Linked DNA regions of Rattus norvegicus: region 1 is linked to region 2. The links are chromatin contacts, called in public Hi-C maps. All regions are on one chromosome and are shown on one strand. Each heading gives the region's core, a stretch centred on a gene start, on an enhancer-like site or on the middle of the called end of the contact. The rest is flanking DNA. Distances are from core to core; before and after follow the strand shown. Region 1 holds the start of Ehd4 (EH-domain containing 4). Region 2 holds the start of Mapkbp1 (mitogen activated protein kinase binding protein 1).

What was found. A called contact is a pair of places that touch in the nucleus more often than the background predicts.
Region 1: a Hi-C map of psoas muscle shows a contact between it and region 2, with 2.3 times the contacts expected there. The contact joins the promoter of Ehd4 here to the promoter of Mapkbp1 in region 2. A contact is called at or near these places in 2 of 12 Hi-C or Micro-C datasets (mammary epithelial cells and psoas muscle).

The regions. Positions count from the first base shown.
Region 1 is chr3:127,574,292-127,577,452 of GRCr8, forward strand. Ehd4 (EH-domain containing 4) reads right to left here and starts at 1,472. Exons shown (of 6, transcript NM_139324.2): 1 at 1,216-1,472. The coding sequence starts at 1,451.
Region 2 is chr3:127,400,198-127,403,128 of GRCr8, forward strand. Mapkbp1 (mitogen activated protein kinase binding protein 1) reads left to right here and starts at 1,415. Exons shown (of 31, transcript NM_001108589.1): 1 at 1,415-1,680. The coding sequence starts at 1,564.

The DNA of each region.
Region 1 (3,161 bases), core at 222-2,721, 170 kb after region 2:
TAGGTACCCCAGCTTCTCCAATCCTGGCATTACAGGCAAGCATCATCACAATTAGCCCCTTGCCATCTTTCAAGGAGCCAGTTACTGTAATGTATCTAGGTTCACTCCTGAGGTAGCATATTCAACACTGTTTTCAGCTCATTAAACAGCATCAAATGAAACAATTCCAGCATTGTTTCCCCCCTCTCTTTGTTCACATTTCAAAAACTACAGTGTATTTTCTTTGTTGAGTTCATTCACACTGTATCCGCAGGACCTGGCTTTAACATATTTCTTGTAGTAACAACTTTTCTATTTGTTCATAGGAGGGGAAAAAAAGATGTCAAATTTAACCGAAATGGCATGTACCCCAGACAGATGCAGTTTTCTGAACACCTGTTGAATATCAAATGATGGCGAGTGTTCTGATTCCAAAACTCTGGATCCAAACCTTAAATGTTCAGTCACTTCGCTTCGAGCAATAGGGGTCTGAACTCAGAAAAAAAAAAAAAAACAAAAACAAAAACAAAAAAAACAAAAAACGAATCTTCCCAAAGATAGGGAAATAGACGCCTTATTTAAAAAGCAGCCCGTTTCATTGTAAATTATTTCTCGTTGAGTTACTTCAAAGGAAGCTATATGATTGGAACTGCAGGGCAAGCCGGTTATTGCTTCTGGAGACAGAGCGACTGTGACAAATATTTTCAGTTTGTCAAGGGTGAAGAAATGGAAACTAACAAACAGTAACTTGACACTCCCCTTCATTCCACAGGCTGGTGAGGCAGCTACACAGTAGGCTAACTTCCTATAGATAATAAAGCTGAAGGTAGCAGCTGTTGTGGCGGAACTTGGCACCTAAGGGCTTGGCAGTACTCCCACTGTGGCGTTCACTCATTCCTTCGTTCACTCATTCATTCATCATCACTGTGCTGGAAGGTTACCTCTCCACCTAGGAGACGCATACCTTCATTATCACTTTCAGTCCCAGGCTGCGCTAATGATGAGTCTTGACCTCTCTCCCTTTCCTGCACTCCCAGGTCAGGGTGACAGGCTCAAGGAAGGCCTTGGCAACAGCAAGAAAGGGGCTCGCAATGCGCTGGGGGCCGGACTCAGGGGAGCCTTGCGCAACGGGAACCGGTTAGGGCCGGGGGAGGCGACGGGCCACCAAGCTCGGAGTGTAGCCTGAGGGCAGGCCGTGCCCTAGCGGAGGGGGAGCGTGCGGGCAAGGCAGGTTACCTGATGAAAGTGGTCTTGCCCGTGCTGTACTGGCCCACCAGCAGGATCATGGGCTTGTTTTCGAAGTCGGCGTCCTCCAGCGCTGGCGAGTGGAACTCGTGGAAGCGGTACGCCTCTTCCAGCGGCAGCACCTTGCGTTGGTAGAGTGAGCGCAGGCCTCCCGTCACCGTCTGCACCGCGTCCATACCGCCCGAGCGCTCGCGCCCGCCCGCCTGCCGCCCCATCCAGCTGAACATGCCGCCGCCCGACAACTTGCCGCCACCGCGCTTCAGTCAGAACCCTAGAACCGCGTCGCTCACTCTAGGCGCCGGAGAAGCTCTCGCCACCGCCCGCTCCCGGGCCCGCCCCCTGCCGCAACGACCAATCATCAGTCGCTGCGTCACGGGAGCGCGCTCATTATTCAGAAGCGATCTCAGGTCCTTCCTCATTGGGCGTCTGCCAGCGGTGGAGGTTCTAGCCAATGGAAAGGCGTGCCTTGAATTATTGATGACGGCATCGGTCTAGAGGGCTGGGCATGGAGAGGGTGTAGTCCAGGCGGGGTGACACAGACTCGTCTACCCCTGTACATCCTTCTGTCCAGGTGGCGTTGGCTTCCGGGCAAGTCTGAGCTGGCAAGAACGAACCACCGGAGGCCGTCCTCCTGGAACTCGACTCATCCCAAGCCTTTGGACGTGGATACTGGGGACAGAAAACTCAGAAAGTTGACAGACAGGTTCCTTTCCTGGGGCAGGTGTGCCCTGTTTACTGTCGAAGATACTCAGGCTCACCGATATAATTGGCAAAATTTGAAGAAGAGAAAGTGAACTTCAACTATTTGCGTAGACATTTCTCCTGCCTCCATTCAATTCTGGATCATGTAAAGGCCTCTTTCTCCTAGACACTGGTAGAAATCACCTATGTATCCTAAGCGAGAAACAGTGTTAGCTCATTTTCAGTGTGGCCAATGAGGCCAGCTGCAAAGGAATAACCCGAGGCTTGTTAAAATACAGATCTCGGTTCTTGCTACAGACCTACCAAATAAAATGTTGAAAGATGCAGCTCAACAAATGCCTGCAGATGATTCTCGTCTGCATAAAGTCTGAAGAAAGATCATTTATGAATTATTTCTTTAACTTGGGGGAAATGCAGAGCTGATTCAGCAAGTAGTTGTAAAATTGCTTTTTAAAGATCGCTCAGATGTTGCCAATGCAGTGAAAGGGTGTTTATGACAGCTTTGTTCATCACTAGAACTTGGAAACAATCAAGATGGCCTTCAGTAGGCAAATGAATAAGCCATGTATATCCAGACAGAAAGCTGCTGTCTCTAGGAGGTCAATTTATTAGTGAGGTTTCTGGCTTCAAGAACAAGCTAGAACCATGCTAGAAACAACAATTGGACATTCAAGAAGAAATCTGCATGCCTTGGAATAGCACCAAAACTAAGAAATGTTTAGAGCTAAATCTAAATCGAATGTACCAGATCTATATGCTGAGAATCAAAATATATTTCTAAGAGAAATGGAGGCCTAAATATACTGCCCATACCATATTCATGGACCAGAAGACTCAACAGTAAGATACAAAACGTCCCCCAATTCATTCAATGCAATCTTCAGCAGGTTTTTATTTTAGTCAAAATTAACAAAATGATTCTAAATTTTAGATGGTGGATGTGAAGGTCCCAACATAAATCAAACCATGTAAAATATAACAAACATGAAACTCTTATATTGCCTAGTTTCAAGACTAATAAAGCTACGAAAATCAAGACTGGGTGGTGTTAATTCAAACATTATCTAATAAACATAGACTAATGACATTTCAGCAACAAGCAACGAGCTTCTGTAAGTTTATCTTGACTTATGACATCACATTTTAGTTTGTGTGAGTCCATTCCATGATGTTCACCCAATGACTGCAATGCATTTCTCAGGACACATCATCAAGTGATGAACGAATACCGATGG
Region 2 (2,931 bases), core at 165-2,664:
CACTCTTGATCACCAATCCATCTGTCCAGCGCTCCCCAAACCCCAAGGTAATTTCTTGAAGTAGTAATTAAATGAAAAATTCTAGCCAACTTACATATCTATGAAGCATGAGTGTGTGTTATTTCCCCTGTCTCCATGAACTAGAAGAAAAAGCAAAACAAAAACAAACAAAAAACCTGATAGCAACAAGCTTTGATATCGGTTTCAGCCCTAGGGGTGTTTGCAATTTTTGAAAAGACAGAAAAGATCTGGAGTAGCAAAATAGTGTTAACGCTGTTAATAAAGTGCTATAAGGACGTTGACGGCTAAGGAAATGATGGATTATATCATAGGTGCACTCAATTGTTTTCTCTGTTCACAACCCACCTAAGGCTCTATTTGGAGGCTTGAATCTTTCACCATTAACTTAAATTAAGTTCAAAAGTGTGTGAATTGAGTTATTACGCGTGAGTCATTGTGTTAGGCTGGCTGTAATCAGAAACTATTCCAACCGCGTTAAACCCCAGCACTTGGAGTGGAAAGGAGTTCTTTTGGCAGCATCCCAAACCTTTTTTTATGAGTTGGGAATTAAATTTCAGCCGTAATCTCTTAGGCCTACCAAATATCAACCTTAGGTCTGGGGGCGTGGTTATCAAAGTTCTCTAGAGGACCTTGCCTGATAATACCGTAAAAGGCCGGGTTCTCTCAATTCTAAAGCAATGTTACGTTTGACCTTCCTTTAAGAGCTGTACCCACAATTATACTGTGCAGAATCCGGAGACCTCTGCGTTCACGGTTCATTCCTTGGTTCCGCCCCTTTAGGCACCAGCCGCCCAATCGGGAACCGATCTGCCACAGACCGCACCCCCTTCACTAGGCCCCGCCCTCCCAGCGCACAGCCCGGCCCAGGCCCTAGTTCGCGTTTTGAGCCCCTGGTGCCACCATAGCTACTGCTGCGGCTGCCGCGGCGGAGCTGAAACGGTCGATCGCGATGCCCGAGGGCTCTGTGAGCTGGGCCCCGAGCGAACGGGGGCGCTGACGAGTTGTAGGGGTTTCTGGAGTGGGCGGTGGACTGTGGGGTGGGTGGGCTGAGAACGAGCTCCCAAGACTGGGGTGTGGGAGGGAGGCTCTCGCATTGGATCGGGCCAGCGCGAGCCCGGCGGCCACCGCGGTGCTTCGGCCCCTTGCCCGGTGGCTTCGGAGGCCTCCTCCCTTGGACACCGCAGTTACCATGGGAACACTTGGGCTGTAACCAGCGCCAGACTGGTCACTAGCCCATCCCGTTCTTCAGTTAAACGCCTCTGGCTGGCGTGGGCCTGACATTTTTTCACTCCAGGGGTCGTACTCACCCTGTAAAAAAATCTAGCAAGATAGTGTGGGGATGGGGAGTGGGAAACCACAGGGCAATGCCCAGAGTAAGAGTTGGTGACAAGCAGAAGACACCTACTGTGATGATAAGGTTGCTTCTGCCATCTCAAGCCAGTATAAGTGACTATCCGAAGGCCGTGTTGAGCGAGAAGGCAGTACCGCTGTTGAGACAAGTCCTAAGGCCAGGCCAGGGACTGTCCTTAGGGGTTCCTCGTTATGATGGCTGGAGAAGGATCAACCATTACAAGCCGCATCAAGAACTTGCTGCGGTCTCCATCCATCAAATTACGCAGAAGTAAAGCAGGAAACCGGAGAGAGGATCTCAGCTCCAAGGTGAGTCCTTTCCGAAGCCACCTCTTACCTACTCTACCCTCCTGCATCCCTCCTGCATTTCGTTGCTTTCTAACCTTTCTCTTTCTTGGGGGTGGGGGTGTGGGGGTGGGAAAATGAAATTCCTCTGTTGACTTTAAAAGATAATATACGCTTATCGTTCACGACCTGATTTGAGGTTGGAAGAACAACAGCAGGCGTGGGTGGGCTGAGACGCAACCATGGCTTGAAGAAGTGCATAGGAGGAAGGCAACCTGGGTTTAACAGGTCTTCAGTTCAAACTGAGTGTGTGCTTGGGGAAGCAGGTTGACATTTTATGACTCAGTTTCTCTTCTTGGAAGAGGACAGTGAAATCACATATTCTGTAAAGGACCTAGCTCTGACTAATGTATTAGTGTAACAGTTGGGGTTATAATGTCAGACTGTAGTAGCAAAAAGAAATACACTAATACACTTCATCTAAGAGAGCAAAACAGTTTTATGACAAGCTTGGTGACGCATGCCTGTAATCCCAGTACTAGTCAGAGGCAAAATCAGTGTGGTCTATATAACAATTTTCAGGAGACCCAGGGCCACATAGTGAGACCCAACCTGTCCAAAGAAGATGTAGAAGATTGAACTGGCAAGATGGTTTAGTTGGTAAAGACCTTTGCCAACAAGCCTGGTCTGGTTCGGATTCCTTAGACCCACAAGGTGTAAAACAGCTCTTGGAAGTACTTCTCTGACTTCCACATGTGCTTGCACACATGCAGGGGAAGAAATAAATGTAAAGTGGTTTAATCTCTTTCAGATACTTAAATTGATTTCACTGGAACTTCTTGGTTTCTCGTGGTAATGTGAAGGAGCCACGTGTGTTCCACAAAGACAGCTCTCTTGGTCTTGGTCCCTGCAGCACTGCTCGTTCTGATTATTGTGTGCCAGCATCCTTTTTCTGGGCAGATGCTCATCGTCCATTCTTACATGTCTGGGTTTTGGTCCTTATGCTTGTTTTGTATTTGTTTGTTTGGTTTTGTGGCAGGCTCTGGTTACATAGCCCTGGAAGGGTTCAAACTACAAATCCTGCCACAGCATCCTGAGTGCTGGGATTTCTGACACCCAGTTCATGCTTTATTCAGTTTTGAGGATTGCCACAATTTGGGGCATACAAAAATAGAATACATTTACTTAATCCCTTGAGAGAATCTTGAACATTGTTCCCACAGGATCAGATTAGGTTTTGTGTCTTATTAGCAGCCTATAAACATAGTAACTCTT